4 separate regions of the Mus musculus genome follow, and all the other regions are linked to region 3. A link is a contact called in public HiChIP or PLAC-seq data. All regions are on one chromosome and are shown on one strand. The core of a region is the stretch at or near the end of the contact, and the rest is flanking DNA. Distances in the headings are between cores, read along the strand shown.

Region 1 (3,905 bases), core at 1,115-3,614, 210 kb after region 3:
GGCTGATTGGCAGAGCCTTGCAGTTTCTTCTGGCTCGAATTGCTGTTACTGATTGGTGAACGGTGTTTGTGAGTAGATCCAGCTACCACTGCTGATACTGACAGTGAAGATTGGAATCGCCCTACAGAACACATCCCCCTTTGCCCCATTAAGTTTTTCTTTCTACTACCTCTGGTGGGTGGTAGGCTACACGGGAATCTAAAGCTTTCAAGAACTCACAGGGCCCCCAATGGAGGAGCTAGAGAAAGTACCCAAGGAGCTAAAATGGTCTTCAACCCTATGGGTGGAACAACAATATGAACTAACCAGTACCCCCAGAGCTCGTGTCTCTAGCTGCATATGTAGCAGAAGATGGCCTAGTTGGCCATCATTGGAAAGAGAGGGCCCTTGGTCTTGCAAACTTTATATGACTCAGTATAGGGGAATACCAGGGCCAAGAAGTGGGAGTGGGTGGGTAGGGGAGTGGGGGGAGGGTCTGGAGGACTTTTGGGTTAGCATCTGAAATGTAAATGAAGAAATACCTAATTTTAAAAAGTCAAAAAAAAAATAAAGTAGGTTTTGAAAAATATAAGCCTACAAATGTCAAAAAATGTGAACTTTGTGCACCATGAAATATGGTTAAGATATTTTTTTCTGATTCTTATAAAATTTAAAAGCCATTTAATTATACTACAAAAGCATGGAGCAGCAGGCTGGATGTGAGCCTCTGGCTGCAGTGGGCTAGCCCTGCCTACTCTGCACCACATAGTCACTTATCAGACAGACACTTGGGAGTGGAAGAAAGGGTCCAAGAGTGAGTGTCAGTGAAGAGGGGCAAATGGAAAGCTGTTAAGGTAGAGGTCCATGTGCCTCCTTTCCCTGGGAGCATTTGCTGAGATTTACATAAAACCTCTACAGACAAATTAGCATGCACAGCCCTTATTCGGACAGGCCTTAATCAAGTATCCATTTCCTTAGACAAATCACATGCCCCTCTTGGCCTCTCTCGCTGTGTGTTCATGAGTGCGCACGTTCATACATTTGTGTGTCAAAAAAGGTCTAAGTCATCATCAAGGTTTTCTCCGACACTAAAGATAGAAACATGATTTTTCGGGCAACATTTTCCCCGCTCATGCTTTTTCCTTTTTTTCTTGCTCTGTTTCCTTTTCACAGAATCTGTGTGTCATCTTCTCCCTCACACTCTCTAGACAGTTGTCTGTTTGTCTGTCTGCCTGTCTATTTGCAGTGGAGATCTGAGTTTGTAGAATGACTTCTCTAAATCCCAATATCCTGCTTGATGAACTCTCTCCTTTACCTCGTCCTCTAAATTTGACTCGACATCTCTAAAGATGCTCTGCTTCAAAGGTCATAGAGTACTGGTGTTTAAAAACATCCCAGGGGGGTGGGTGGGGGAAAAGAAAACAATCAAAATATCTAGGAGAGGAAAATAAGCTAGCAACATGTGAAGGATATACCATTTCTTTGTGTTGACTTGTAAACCTATGTGCTTCAGCTATCTGGTGAAGAGAGTCTTTTCAAGTTTCTTTTCCTTTTCCTCTCTCTCTCTCTCTCTCTCTCTCTCTCTCTCTCTCTCTCTCTCTCTCCCTCTCTCTAGAGGCAAGTGTAATGTTTTTATGCCCTTCCTTTCTTTCTAGGACAAAAAAATTAAGAGGAACTCATTTTTATTGAGATTAATGCAATCTCTTCTCCTCTTATTGGCAACATGAGGTTTCAGCAGATCTCCGATCTCATGCTGAATGAAAAGTATGGCCCAACAATGGAGGCAGAGGCTGGGGGCTTGAACCCAATTTGGATTAGCATGCACAGCAGCAGGCGTTCTGAAGTGAATGGCAACCAGTGTTTGGAGCTGACCAGTGTTTGGTGCTTAGCGTCAGCCCCTGAGGACTGAGGCTATTGTTCTGCTCTGATCCCAGGAGGCTGAGCCTCACAATCAGATGCTCAAAGGTGACAGGCCTGCATCAAGCTGTCAGCCAGGTGGCAGCGACAAGCTACCAGGCAAAAGTCAGGGCAGACACTGAGCTGGGAATCTTAGGGAGAACTGAATTATTAAGCTCTGTATCCTCCGCAAGTCTCAATTTCTCCTAAAAGCTTGCACAAATCATGTTTGTGTCTCAATGCCTTACCAGCCTAGAGAACAGTGGGACGACACATTTATGCATCTGCTGGCTTCTTTTTGGGTAATCGCTGAACCTTAGCACTTTCTGTTTCCTGTCCCTCCTCATCAGTCTCCCTAACATTTTTTAAGGGTAATTGACACATGTGCTCACACTCATGTTTTCCTACTTCCACCCCAGCATCTTACTTTGCTACTTAGGTGGGCAGTCCTATCGACTCCTAGCGCTCCCTGGAATTTCTATGCAAATAGCTGCATGGTCTCCAATGCTCTATTTCCAGTGGGTTCAACGTGGTGTGGGGCTGTAGGAGACAGTGAGCCATGCTCAGTTTCCCTGGGTTTCCCATCTTTCTCAGAGACACTGTGATCGCCTTACCTCACCTTCAGTTGAACAAAAGTCTGAGTGCATATGTTAACATTCGAAGTTGCTAGGCAAAGGCCAGCATGATGGCCCAGTGGGTAAAGGTGCTTGTTGTACAAGCCTGATGAACTAGACTTTATCCTTGTAAAGGTAGACAGAGAGAATCAACTCGGCAAAGTTGTCCTCTAATCTCCACATGTGTATCACGTGTATCCTGACATGTGTACTCTCAACACACACACACACACACACACACACACACACACACACAAACATATTTTCTAGGTAATTCCTGGACCTAACCTACACCCCCCACTTGCCCAGAGCCCTCATCCATCTCACTCACTGGTCTGTATTTCCAGTGGGTTCAATGTGATATGGGGCTCTAGGAAACAGTGAGCCATGCAGTTGTGAATCACAGGGCTCATGAGAAAGCTTCTGTGAATGACATGAAACATGATTCAATAATGGGAGGAGCCTGTGACTGGTGATTGAGTTGTATGCCTGGCGATTAAGCACTTGCTGTATGACTAGTGATTGAGCTCTTGCTGTATACGAAGCCCTGGACTGTGCTGAGCGTTTTGTGCCTTGTGTTGGGGAATCCAGGAATGAACCTATTTTGAGACAGGAAGCCTTAAAGAAGAGAACAAGCATACGTGTGAAAGTTCCAGAAACAAGAGGCACATCCAGGCAGGACTAGTATCTTAGGTAGCTCTGTGCTTGCCAGGAACTTCACCCAGAGACCAGAATATGACAGCTCTTCAGCATGTCCAATCCTTGCTATAACTTGATGTTACTTTCTCAAGCTGTTGTTCCCAACTGTCACAGAGGTTAACAGGAGCCAGGGCCAAATCCTAAGAGAAGACTGACAAAGCATAGGAGAGAGAGCCCAGGTAGATGTTCCCAACACACTCTCGTGATACTGGACAGTGGCCTCTGCTGCTCCCACATAGCTCATGGCCACAAAGGGAAATTAAAACTGCTCTAAGCAGGGCTGTTCATGAGTTGTGATGCTCAATAGCTTGGGTGGGTTACATGCATTTAACCTGTGATACTTGCAGTGTGATTTATCAGCATGTAACCATTGCAAGTTGAAAAAAATTTGTGCTGCCAGTTCCCAAAAGAAGGACAAGAAGGACTATCTGTGGGCTGGGGTTTCAGATTGAGACTTTGAAGGGAGAGAGAGAGAGAGAGAGAGAGAGAGAGAGAGAGTGAGTCTATTAGGTAGAGAGGAGGAAGATGGAAGCCAGCATCTCACGAAAGATGGGAGTCCTGATGTCAGGATTATTTAGGATAAAGTATAAATCATATGAGTATTATTCACATGTATCAACGTTACAATGATTATTCAAATGGAGGTGAGAATTTCTGCCTCCTGAGGACATTGTGAGTGTTCTAGGGCAGAGAAGATGGTAACGATATAGACTTCTC
Region 2 (4,183 bases), core at 269-2,768, 180 kb after region 3:
GTGGCTGTGTGACACATGGAGCCACATGGCTAGGTCTTGCACAACAGAAGAGGAAGCAGGGTAAGGAGATAAGATGCTCTTTATACCATAGAAAAGGGACTCGGGTTCTAGGCCTGTGGCGTGGTTAGCTCAACTTGACAGCCTAGAATCAAATGGGAAGAGAGTCTTAATGAGGGACCGTCTAGATCAGGTTGTGGGCTTGTCTGTGGGAGATTGTATTGATTACATTAATTGATGTAATTGATTAATTGTTGTAATCATGAGCTAGGGAAGACCTGGCTCATGGTGGGGGGCACTGATCCTGGACAATTTAACAGAGAGAGTGATCTGAGTGTGGACAAGCACGCATATGTGTATCTCTCTCTGCCCTGGGCTATGCATATGAAGTGACTGGCTGTTTTAAGTTCCCCCTGCCCAGACATAACACTCTGCTATGGTGGACTGTATATATCCTGGGATTGTGAGGTAAAAAAATACTTTCCCCCTTAAGCTGCCTTTTGTTAGGGTATTTTATCACAACAGAAATGAAATTAGAACAGCCTACATCAGAATTCTAATAATCTATAGAATAGTATTCACTCACTATTATCTCCTTTCTGTCTGTCTGTCTGTCTGTCTCCCCATACACCCCACACCTGCACAGGGTTTCTCTGTGTAGCCCTGGCTGTCATGGGACTCACAGAAGTCTGCCTGTCTCTAACTCCTGAGTTCTGGGATTAAAGGCATCCTTTCTTAAGAGTTGGTCCCAGTGGACTTCACCTGGGATCTTAGCTTCCCACTACATCTTCCTGGACCTCTATTTTCTCATCTGCAAATTGGGTTGTACTGGTGAATCTAGAGGCAAACTGAGGAGGAAATCCACAGGGTGGTTCCCTGAGAGCTGTCATTCCACAGGGGAGGACTAGGTGTCAGGACTGGGTGGAGAGAGAAGCTTTGCTCTGCCCACCCTAAGCTGAGGGGTCAGCCTCCAGTACCCTGGTTCAGTACTACTCTGGGCTTCTTCCCAACGCTCTTTCTTAGGTTTGAGACTGCATGGTTTTGTTTTCCAAATCTGAGTTCCTTTCATTCTTCCTCTCCAATGGGATTAAAAGGAATCACTTCCAGGGCCTTCCCAAGGAAGACAAAGCTCAAGGTTTGGTCCGGGAGGTTCAGTTCTTTTAGAAACATTTTTTCTTTTCTGTCTGCCTCCACCCATTCCTGCCCAAGTGCACATTGTTCTTAAATGTCACAAGTGTGTGTGTGTGTGTGTGTGTGTGTGTGTGTGTGTGTGAGAGAGAGAGAGAGAGAGAGAGAGAGAGAGAGAGAGAGAGAGAGAGGGAGAGAGAGAGATCCCTTTTGCTTCTGAATGCCACAGTCTGCTGAAGGGAAACAGCAAGAACAAATAGCTGAATTAAAGGCATGCTGATTTTTTTTCTTTTTTTGTCTTCCTGGCTTTATTTAGGTTTCCAGTCTGGGCCTCTCTTCACACTCTGGTCTCCCTCCAGTCTCCCTCCCCAGGCTGGCATTGAAATGTCAAATACAGCAGTTTGCAGCTGAAAGGGGGTCCCTGGTGGGAACAGAATGCCCTTCTAACCCGTGGGCCTGGGCTGTTCCTTCCATGCGCCTCTCTTTGCTTTTCTCTTTCTTGTGGGCTGCCTTTCACCCACAGAGGTTGTTTGAGGTGGAGGATGGGGAGCAGGAGAAAGGCTTTGCACCTGGGAGCGAGAAGGAGGTGGTCCTCACACCCTTGGCTTCTCCTTTCTTAGTTTCTCCAGCCTCCAGCAGAAACTGAGAGAGATGATTCCCTGGGGTCTTTGTACTCTCTCTCTCCCAACCCCAGAAACTCTGGATATCCAGAATGGCCTCAGTGTTTAGCCAGTCCCTGCCCCGACAGGGCTTCTCTGTGCAGGCTGGTGTCAGTTAGGAGGAAGTAGAAGGACCCTGGGTTATTAGGAATATGTAAGGTAGTGGGATATTTTGCAATACCCAGAGTTGCTAAGGGGGTGGAAAACAGATGTCTTCTTAAGTTTCTGGCTCTTTGATTAGATAGATTGACACCCTTAGAAAAAGTGCAAGTGTCCCTAGCTAGGTGGCACATGCCTTTAATTCCAGCGCTAGAGCAAGCGGTATAGAAGCAAGTGGATCTTTGGGTTTAAAGCCAGGCTGATCTGTCTACATAACGAGTTCCAAGACAGCCAAAGCTGTGTAGAGACACCCTGTCTCAGGGGGGAAAAGAAAAAGAAAAAAAAACCCAAAACCAAAATGACCCCCAACATGGAAATATCCAACTCAGCAATCCTGCTTATATAGCTATTTCTTCCTAAGAAAATAATTGCTCAAGTGTGTGAAGAGTTCTGCCCAAGGCTGTTTGTCCCAGTTGATGTTTGCAATATGGCTTGATTACAAGTATCCCAGTTCTCAGTGGAGAATTTAAACAGTATGATGGTGTAATGTCGGGTGAAGTAGTATGTAGTCATTGAAAACTGTAATGTAAAGCTGGAGAAGGGTCAGTGGTTAAGAGTATTGGCTGTTCTACCACAGGACTTGAGTACAATCCCACAACCCGTGTGGTGACTCACAACCATTTATAACGGTCATTCCAGGGATCTGCTCTCCTTTTCTGGCCTTCGCAGGCACCAGCATGGGGCTGCTGTACAGACATAGATGCAGGCAAAATATCTGTGTTTCAACTGGGGCAAATAGCCCTGGGCAGAACTCTGCACACACTTGAATATTTTCTTAGGAAGAAATATCTGTACAAGTAGGATTGCTGTGTTGGGCATTCCACTTTTGTGTGTGTGTGTGTGTGTGTGTGTGTGTGTGTGTGTGTGTGTGTGTGTGTTGGTTTTTGTACATGTAACACAAAAAGTATTCTAAAAAGAAAAGGGTAATGCGGCATTGTATCTGTGAATGGGGGAAGATATGCATGCAATAGCTAGGGAAACACCAGCTTATATAAGAAACCTTTCTTAAAATAGAAATTATATTTGAATAAAAAATGTCCATTGTGAGTCTGGGTGGTAGAATTCTGATTAATGGTGACTGACTGTAGGCTCCGATGCCAACAACCAGCCTTTGAGGCTTGGTAGTCTACAGACTGGTTTCTCACAACCAAAGAGAGAGAAAGTGGGAAAAGTCATGTCTCTTTGTGCTTCGTCTTCAGCTGGGGAGAGTATGTGGAGGGTTGGTTGGGTCTGCCAGTCAGGTCCCTCAGCCACCTCCATCATGTTCCAGTGTCCAGCATTCACCTTCACAGAACTGCATGTGTACCTGTTGGTCAAGTTCTCCTTCCTGGGGAAATGCTCCCTATGGACCACGGGATGGAATTATTAATCAAAGAAACTCTCCTAATCTCTTGCAAGACTCTTTGAAGCCATGACCAGGGCTCAGGATGAGTAAATATCTCCAACAGTCTCGAGAAGGTCTTCCAATGGCTGCCCTGATACTTAATGAGTACAGAACCAGCTCAATATGGGGTGACAGAGCTGGAGAGAAAGAGAGAGGGGCGACTGTTTCCTTGGCAAAGGACAGCTTTGGGGAAATAAAAGCCAACTGTGTAGCAAGACATAGGATGTGGCTATAACCCCTTATTTGTTAGCAGAGGCTATGCTATAACAGCTAGAAGGACCTTTGTGCTTCTGTGACTGGCCAGAAAACTACGCTATTTCCTGGGAACCAGAAACACTTTTTCCAAGTCTGAGATGTGGTTTGGAAGTTTGTTTCTAGTTTGTTTGTTTTTGTTGTTCTTTTTATCCCTTATATTTCTTAGGTTTTTACAATATTTCATGGTTCAGGGAAGTACAGATTTGGAGAGCCCAGATTACAAAATATATAAACGTGTGTAACCCTACATAAACTTATTAATAATAAGCTTGTACATGGATTTGTATAAAAATACATTAACTTTATAGCACATCAACTTTTACATAGATTTGCCTGGTCTTATGTTTCATCTTAAAAATGGGCACTGTTATACCAACCTCAAAGGGCTCCCTTTGACATGGTCATGAGCCACCCTTTCAGCTCTTGACATCTCTTTTCAATGTGACAACAGAAATAGATGCTCACCTTCTTTGCTCCAACAGCTTCACCCCTCTGCCTTTGTACTGGCTTGGGTGCTTCCTCTGTCTGATACAAAGTTTCCCCGCTGGTACCCTTTCTAGTGCAGTCTGTTGGTGCTTCTCCAAGGCATGGGGTATGCTCC
Region 3 (3,654 bases), core at 917-3,416:
CGGCTTTCCTATTTCTTTTTTAAAAAAATACTTTTTACATGTGTGTGTGTGTGTGTGTGTGTATTATGCAGGCATGGATGTGTGCACGTGTATATCCCATAGCACGTATGTGGAGGTTTGAGAACAGCCTGTAGGAATCGGTCTCCTACCACGTGGGTTGTGGGACTAACTCAGGTGGTTAGTATTGGTGGCAAGCCCCTTCACCCTTCTGAGCCATTCAGCAACCCTGTTTTTCTATTTCTAATCATTCTGGGGCTGAGGAACCTCCTGGGGTCCCCTTTGACTCTCACGACCTGGGACCTGGAGAATTACCTCATCTAAGTACAAAGGTGCCTCACGGATCTTGGCCCCCTTCACAAGCTCAGCCGAAGGCACTGTTTGTCTTGAACTATCATTAACCCTCCAATCTTCAGCTATAATCTTGAGAATGATATCTGGACCAAGAGAGTCCATAGGCCTGCAGAAACGGTGGCCCTGTCTGGACTCACCCACAGGAACCCCCTGAACATGTCCTAAAATCGCTAGGGCAGAAAGGGTGCTTCCTGTCCCGGATGCTTCCAGCTGCTTCTCGGGGAGTTCTTTCCGTGCCCTCCTGTAGAACCCCCCAGATCTAGGCTAAAATGTAATGGCCCCACCCCACTTTCGGTATCTGATATACACAGAGGTGCCCCAGGCTTCCTTCTCCGTGCTACCTTCTCTGGCAGCTGCTCCTCTGGGAGCCTTGAGTAACCTGGCCAGCTTCATTCAGGGCCTCAGGAAGGTGGCTACAGGACACATCTTTCCCGCATCGGTCCATCAATCTCCCATAAACAGGCCCTCCTCATCTTGATTCTGTCTTTCTCTCACTCAGTTCTTCTATTTCTAATCACTGTGGGGCTGAGGAAGCTTCTTGGGTCCCTGTTGACTCTCACACTACCCGGTGAATTGCACCTCTTGATAATCTTTGCTGATACCATCATGCAACATTCCAGAATTTGTAAGGCTAGCCCCGCCTAAGCATAGAGTGTGTTCCGAGAACAGCACTCACACTGAAAGCATCTTTTGAGACTTCAGATGTCATGCGTACACCGCGCCCCGCCCAACCCCACCTGTGTCCAACTCTGTCTGGTGGAACCCTGGGTCTCCCATGTATCCAGGGTTCAGGGAGCATGTATGCGCTCATAGCTGGCCACTCACATTTTAAAGGTAGAGCTCCACAGTGCCTCCCAATTGGATTGAGCCACATGGCTCAGGCTCAGATGTCATTACTTTTCGGTGGATGGCAACCCCTCTGGGAGGCAGAAAGTCAAAGCAGGATCTCAGAATACTAAATGGACCCGCATGATAAGGAAAAAAAAATCTGCTCTGCTAGTACAGCAACAGATCCGTTTGTTCTCAAGTCCTCCTTTGAGCTGTTAATCAAGCCCAATCTTTCGGAATAATAGCCTGCTTATTACCACCCTGTTTGCATGACAAAGCATCCCAATAAAACTTATTTTGCCGGGGCCCAGAGGGGGTGTGAAGGATCAACCATGAGAAAGGAGTCTTAGGAATTCCTCGAGGCACTCCGGGGCCAGAGCCTAGGAATAAAGACAATGTAATTTGCCACCAAGAAAAGCCCAATAGACCAATAAATTACCCGCGTGCAAAGGGATTAGATCAGGTTTCAGAGGCCTAGGGGAGGGGCAGGGTACTACGGGAGGGAGACAGCCTTGCCTTCTCTTAAAGAGGTAAGTATCCCTTGGAACATAAGCTCCAGGGTCAAGACGTTTCCAACTCTGCCTGCACAGCGACTGTCTGAACTGATTTACTTGCTCGGAGATCTGGCTCCTGATGTGCGCTGGGAACTGTGATGGACGCCGTTCTCGGAACACACTCTGTGCTTAGGTGGGGCTGGCCTTAACGAATTCTGGAATGTTTCATCTAAGTCTGGATGGAGGCATGGCCTTATCAGTGAAGACTCTCAAGAGGCAGCTATTGCCCAACTTCAAATCACTGCCCTTTGCCGGTGCAACAGGAATCGTCCCGTCCCCCTCCCAGCCCCCACGCCCGCTAATCGGCTGGCATCCTGATAGATTCTGCCACCAGGGGGCACTAGATGAAAAAGGAAAGGTGTCCCTGGAGTCGCCACTGCTGGCGTTCCCACCACCCTTCTGCTCTCCTCCGGCCTCTAGCTTCTTTGCATGTGAGTGGCTCTGAGGTACTGTAAGCTCAGCAAGCTCTTTCTGTTCCCTTTGTCACTTGGCACTCTGAAGTGTAAGCGGTGTCCTGCTGTGTGCCTCGGCCTTTTGGAACCTTACGGTTCCCAAGCTTAGCTCCCTCGGTGGAACCGCCCTTGGGAGGGGGAGGGGAGTTCACCTTCCTGGCAAGCCTAGGAATGAAGCACCTGCAAGATGACCTCAGCCAGTGACGAGCTCCGAAAGAAAGCCCCAGCGGCAGGCAGCCCCAGCACCGGTGCTCTATCTTAGTGAACAGTAGGACTTAAGAGGCAATAGCTTCAGTTAGGACACAGGCGGGTGGAAGGAATCTTCTATAAGTCTGCCTGCCTCGGGGAGGGGCCAACCCTGAAGTCTGAAGTCTCCGTGTCCCTTTCCTCACTGTCCACCTAGTGCGGGAAGCAGACCTTAGATAGGATTCTGGAAACGGGTCGCATCAGCATCCTGAAGGAGGTAGGGGAAGGGCACTAAGTAGGGGTCTCCTGCTTATTCTAGTCCCACAGTAATGAATCTTGGTGGGCGTGGGGATGGAGTGGGGGTGTTACGGGACAAGGACAGATGCCCGAGGCTCCCTGTTGGCGCCGCTCCTGCAAGAATTTCACTCAATCATCCTGGCGTAAACACCCAGGTGTTTGGCCCCAGATCCTGAGAGGGACACACCCAGCAGACTGGATTTTTTCCCAGGTGCTGCGTAGCCTGCCTCACTTAATCTATCACTGCAGATCCTAGAAGGGATCACCGCTCCTGGGTGACATTCCAGGGCCAGGCAGCCTAAGGGCCCCAGAACCGCCACTTTATGGCAATGTGTTTCCCACCCGTTAGCTCTACTGGGAATTGTACGTGCTTCCTTCCGAGTCTGGTCAGGGGGACAAGGCTGAGAGCAAAAGGGAGCTTTGGGGAAAACCTCAGGTGACCCAGGAAGAGAAGGCAAAATTGTTGGGGGGCCGGGCCCTGGAGGGTGAACTCACTGCCTACCCAGCGTGGACAGAAGTGGCTAAGTGCCACTCCTAGAGCCGGGGGCAGGACAGTACTGCCTCCTCCGTCACACCCTGCCAAGGCTGCCCTGCCTCAGCCTCCACACATGCCAAGTTGTTGCAAGCACCCTTGATGACTGACTGCCAAGGAGAAGGGCACACCTCAGCTTTCCAAACAGGCCACCCTCCCCAGCTCCCACAGGAGCCGTGGAGAAACAGCGCTTGAGCAAGAAGGGTGGGCGTGGAAAGCCCTGACTCCGCCCTATAGTGGGAGGGCATAGGCTGCCTATCAACCGAAGGCTGAGAGCACGCCTGGGTAACGGGCCCATAGGGGGTCAAGCAAAGGGACAAGGTCCTCACCCCAGGAACATCCTGCTTTGGGGGAGAAATAAAACAGCCCTGGGCACGAGTGGTAAGGGAGGTAAGAAAGGTTTTCCCAGGACAATGAAGCTGCAGGTGAGAGCTGTGGTGGTTCTGGTTGAAGC
Region 4 (4,165 bases), core at 1,194-3,693, 220 kb before region 3:
CCCATGCCATGGGTACGAAAATTCAAGGATGCTCCAGTTCCTAATATAAAATGCAACCTATAAACATCTACCACAGCCCCTTACATCATTTCTAAATTATTTATAACTACCTAATACAATGCAAATGTATGTGTGTAAGTAGCTGTTAAATCATATTGCTTAGGGACCGTGACAAGGAGAACAATCTGTGCTTGTTTGTACACGCATGTTTCCGTTAGTTTTGACCCACTATTGGCTGAATCCTCAGCTCCATCTACGTGTACATTAACTCAATTCATCCTCACAAGCCAGTGAGGCAAGTATTTAAACTTCTGAAGCCATGAGAGGTTAAGTAACATAGTCAAAATCACACGGCTTGCATTGCTTTCAAACTCCTCGTGAAGAGTGGCAAAATAGAGCCGGGCATCGGTGAGGTGAGTTCGAGACTAGCCTGATCTGCATAGTGAGTTCGAGGATGGCCAGGGCTATAGGGCTACACAGACGGGAAAAAAAAAAAAAAAAAAAAAAAAAAAAGGAAAAGAGAAAGAGAAAGAGAAAAAGCAAGAAAACAGATGTGGTGGCACATGCCTATATTCCACACTTAGCAGCTTGGGGGCCAAGAGGCTGCCAGTCTGGATGCCACCCGCAGCTTGTCTCTGTCAGCAACAGTATTAACAAATTTATTTTCTAAATTGGGCATGGTGGCTCACGCCTGTAACTCAAGCACTTTTGAGGGTGAGGCATGGGAGCTACCTAGAGACTAAGGCCAGGCCTGAGTTCCAGGCCAGTCTGTATTACAGAGTAAGACCCTGTCTAAAACACAAAAACCAACAAAACAAAGGCTAGGTGAGGTAACACAGGCCCATGATCCCAGCATTTAGGAGGTAGAGACAAGCAGGGTCGGGCTCTTCGACTACTATAGAGTTGAAACTTGTGGCCAGCCTGACACAGGGTGGCAGAGAGCAAAGTGTTATCATTAAAAGCTTTGGGTTCATTTTCTTTTATTTTATCATACAATGTGCTATTACAACTAGCACAGTTAGGGGAGGTTTGTTCAGAAGTCTAAATGTTTAAATAAATCTTATTATTGTTGGAAATACAAGTCTATTGAACATTTTATGTTTAAAGTAGATTTTTGTTTTCTTTTTTCTTTTTTTTTTTTTTTTTTTTTTTTTTTGGTTTTTCAAGACAGGGTTTCTCTGTATAGCCCTGGCTGTCCTGGAACTCACTCTGTAGACCAGGCTGGCCTCAAACTCAGAAATCCGCCTGCCTCTGCCTCCCAAGTGCTGGGATTAAAGGCATGCGCCACCACCGCCCAGCTTTTCGAGACAGGGTTTCTCTGTGTAGCCTGGGCTGTCCTGGAACTCACTTTGTAGACCATGCTGGCCTGGAACTCAGAAATCCGCCTGCCTCTGCCTCCTGAGAGCTGGGATTAAAGGCGTGCGCCACCACGCCCGGCTAAAGTAGATTTTTATATTATAGTCAACAGAATGCAGGGAATCTGGAGCCATTTGGATTGGATTCTAGTTTTAACTCTAACACCGTTCTGAATATAACTCCTTATTTTCTTTGGAATAAATGCTGAAATAGTTCAAGTTGGAAAGTTACACTTACCCAAAAAAAAAAAACAAAAACAAAAACAAAAACAAAACAAACCTTTCCCGTCCGCCCTGGCAACCTACCTCCTTTATTGGAGGTGAACCATGTTGAAACTTGGTTGCCTTTGCTTCGTTTTTATGTATATACCGTACAAGCGAATGCGTGTACAATTTGGATTGTTTCAAAAACTCTAGCACGGTCCATGGAAATGGGAACCAGCTTCCTCTCTGACAAAGCAGTGAGCCAGGGAGAGTACAAGGCGAAAAGTACATGAATTGCCCATATTAAAGTCTGGCTCGGGCGTTAGCACCCCCACCCCAAGGCATCGTCATTATTAGAAGGGCTGCCAGGTACATAAAGGGTCTTCAGTAAGTCTCAAAATGCCCTTGGAGCGTGTTAAACGTCTGTCAGGTCTCCTTCACTCCAAAGCTTTCAGTTTAGGTGAGTGTGGGGAGACCTCCAAGGAGGTCCCTGAAGATGCTGACCAAGAGAACCTCACAGTAAAGCATCCGCTGCCCTAGATTCCGATGCAGGCTCCTCGTCCCGCGCCTTAGTGGTCTGTGACCCCGGGTGTGACCACTGTGATCCTGGGAGCCACCTAGGATGTCTAAGTAAGAGACCGCACGGGCCCCGCCCACAGCACACACCCGAGAAATGCTAGTCTGGAATGAAACGCTAACGAGAAATCCACATAGAAAGCAGAATACCCAGGACAGGCTGCGGTGGGCAGACGGGCGGCACGAGTAAAGTTTTTACACCAAGCGCCCGTCTCTGCCGCAGCGACCTTCTGATCACTCCGGAAGAGAGGCGTTCCCACGCCTGACGCGGGTCATCCTCCCCCTCGCAACCCGCGCACCCTCGGGATGGCGGCGGATGACGACGGCGGCGGCAGAGTGTGGACGTGCCTCGCGCCGCGCAGCAAATGGCGGAGGAGGCAAGGCGTGGCCCGCTGCGCCGCGTCCGGCCACCAGGGGGCAGCCGCGCGTCTGAGTCCCGCAACCGGCTGGAACCGGTCTGGCCGGAAGTTGGGCTGGGGCCTTCTCTTCCGCAGCCGCGCGCCACGTGGCCGGGATGGGGTGGGGTGGGGTGGGGATGGGGCGAGGAGGAGGAGGAGGAGGAATGCACGAAAACAACAAGATGGCGCCGCGGGGGATGGGCGCCTTGCCTGCGCCCTCGGAACCCGGAGCGTCCCGAAGGGCGGAGTGGAAGGGCCGGTCGGGGCCCAGCCTGCGGGGCGTAGCCGGCTTCCGCCAGCTTGGGAGGCCGCTTGGACAGGCCCAGGGTGCGGTCGCCAGCGCGCCCATCACGAGACCCCTGGCCGGGATCCAGGACTCCCTTTGGGCCTTCGCGGCGCCTTTCCTTAATTTGCTTTGTCCGCTTTGCATTTGTCCTCTGAGCGTTGTCGACCTCCTAGGGGAGCGATTAGATCAGGGCGAGGCCAACAGCGAGCAAGAGCAGGAAAAATGCTGACCGTGGACCCCGCCGGGGTCAGCAATGGTAGAGATGGAACCTGCTGGGAGGTGGACCACACCCCACCCCTATCCACCCCGGGGCGCTTCGGGACCTCCTCACTGTAGGGGCGGCCAGTGTGGCAGAATCCAAGCTTGTCTGTTTGGCTTTTGTGAAAAAAAGCAAAAAAAAAAAAAAAAAAAAGAAAAGAAAGAAAGGGAAATCTGGTTTTGTATGTATTAAAACGTAGGAAATTAGGCATAATTGTCTAGTATCCTGGAATTGCTGCGAAAGCCTGAAGCCTCCCCTTCCTGCCCAAATCCGTGTAACTCTACTTGCCCCACCCCGTAGACATTCCTGACCGGTGGAATTTATTTTAGATGGGCCTGAGGATCGCAGATGTGAGGTTTTGTTGGGTTTTATATCTTTTTAAATAAGTTAACACACGTTACTCTGAATGTGATGGTATATTTAGAATAAGACATTTGTCGCCTTGGGATTTGAAAGCCTTTTAGAATAGGTTTCAAATTCTTTCCCATATTTGCGATTTATGAGGCCTTTGGCCTATCTCAAAATAATAAGACCCCTCCCCTCTAAATAGCACCTGGCTCCCAAGGACCTTAGAAGTTTAATTAATAAATATTTTGGATAAAATGCGGAACTATTACGGTGTTAGTTGGGAGGGAGGGAGGAGAGTAGCTTAAGACAAATCTCCAAGCTCGTGATCAAAACAGCATCGATATTAAGTGGTAAACTACAAGTGAGACAGTGACATCAATGACTGGGGGGTGGGCGGAGCCCAAGCTTAAATGTGCATTTTTGACGAAGGGATTTGGGGACCTACTTCACCCCACTCCTTAGGTTTTGTGTTCTTGTGAATTGTATTGGCAGGCATTCCCGAAAGCACTTGAGCCCTCTGAGGAACCAAAACACTGCGTAACGACTCCCAGTCACCATTAGTGCCAGGGGCCGCAGAGTTAAGGAATGGAATTCCGAAACACAAAGGGCTCTAATCTTTCCTCTCCTAGGCCTAAGGAAAGAATACAGCTTTGTCTGTAGCAGTTCCTCGACCAGCAGCATAATGGCCGACTTCCTATATTTTTCCGGGTTTCCTTGCTTTCTCCTTCATAGGAATGGT

The links. HiChIP or PLAC-seq counts read pairs in DNA pulled down with a chosen protein or histone mark.
Region 1: an H3K4me3 HiChIP or PLAC-seq map of embryonic forebrain shows a contact between it and region 3, with 3 times the contacts expected there. The contact joins two enhancer-like sites. A contact is called at or near these places in 4 of 39 promoter capture datasets (cranial neural crest, embryonic stem cells and stem cell-derived epiblast-like cells), 1 of 15 datasets of contacts at CTCF or cohesin (the NIH/3T3 cell line), 4 of 484 Hi-C or Micro-C datasets (brown adipocytes, cerebral cortex, muscle stem cells and 1 more) and 18 of 115 datasets of contacts at active chromatin or transcription factors (the SCID.adh cell line, astrocytes, differentiating embryonic stem cells and 13 more).
Region 2: a contact with region 3 is called in an H3K4me3 HiChIP or PLAC-seq map of embryonic forebrain, with 3 times the contacts expected there. The contact joins two enhancer-like sites. A contact is called at or near these places in 9 of 39 promoter capture datasets (the 3T3-L1 cell line, cranial neural crest, embryonic stem cells and 3 more), 1 of 484 Hi-C or Micro-C datasets (uterus) and 10 of 115 datasets of contacts at active chromatin or transcription factors (embryonic forebrain, embryonic hindbrain, embryonic midbrain and 3 more).
Region 4: an H3K27ac HiChIP or PLAC-seq map of epiblast stem cells shows a contact between it and region 3. The contact joins two enhancer-like sites. A contact is called at or near these places in 1 of 15 datasets of contacts at CTCF or cohesin (the NIH/3T3 cell line), 4 of 484 Hi-C or Micro-C datasets (embryonic fibroblasts, embryonic stem cells and proximal limb bud) and 15 of 115 datasets of contacts at active chromatin or transcription factors (embryonic limb bud, embryonic stem cells, epiblast stem cells and 5 more).

Annotation. Positions count from the first base shown.
Region 1 is chr7:73,190,065-73,193,969 of GRCm38.p6, reverse strand. Gm20083 (a long non-coding RNA gene) reads right to left here. Exons shown (of 3, transcript XR_882223.2): 3 at 1,538-3,905. Among named protein-coding and RNA genes, the nearest start is that of Gm20083, 8.1 kb to the right of the region's middle. Within about 2 kb of position 2,364, at least 59 of the 459 cell types and tissues checked have an H3K27ac peak or open chromatin away from gene starts, as enhancers often do. A contact at or near this core is called in cerebral cortex, embryonic basal ganglia, embryonic forebrain and 6 more, where this site is marked.
Region 2 is chr7:73,220,081-73,224,263 of GRCm38.p6, reverse strand. It overlaps Gm30075 (predicted gene, 30075), which reads left to right. Exons shown (of 5, transcript NR_166609.1): 3 at 1-60. Among named protein-coding and RNA genes, the nearest start is that of Gm30075, 16 kb to the left of the region's middle. Within about 2 kb of position 1,518, at least 55 of the 459 cell types and tissues checked have an H3K27ac peak or open chromatin away from gene starts, as enhancers often do. A contact at or near this core is called in embryonic forebrain and neural stem cells, where this site is marked.
Region 3 is chr7:73,398,198-73,401,851 of GRCm38.p6, reverse strand. The region is part of intron 2 of Rgma (repulsive guidance molecule family member A); the gene reads right to left. It overlaps LOC115486533 (a long non-coding RNA gene), which reads right to left. Exons shown (of 2, transcript XR_003946803.1): 2 at 1-3,654. Among named protein-coding and RNA genes, the nearest start is that of A730056A06Rik, 24 kb to the right of the region's middle. Within about 2 kb of position 2,166, at least 133 of the 459 cell types and tissues checked have an H3K27ac peak or open chromatin away from gene starts, as enhancers often do. A contact at or near this core is called in cerebral cortex, embryonic basal ganglia, embryonic forebrain and 9 more, where this site is marked.
Region 4 is chr7:73,616,904-73,621,068 of GRCm38.p6, reverse strand. No RefSeq gene overlaps it. Among named protein-coding and RNA genes, the nearest start is that of Gm30149, 10 kb to the right of the region's middle. Within about 2 kb of position 2,443, at least 332 of the 459 cell types and tissues checked have an H3K27ac peak or open chromatin away from gene starts, as enhancers often do. A contact at or near this core is called in embryonic limb bud, epiblast stem cells, stem cell-derived anterior neural progenitor cells and 2 more, where this site is marked.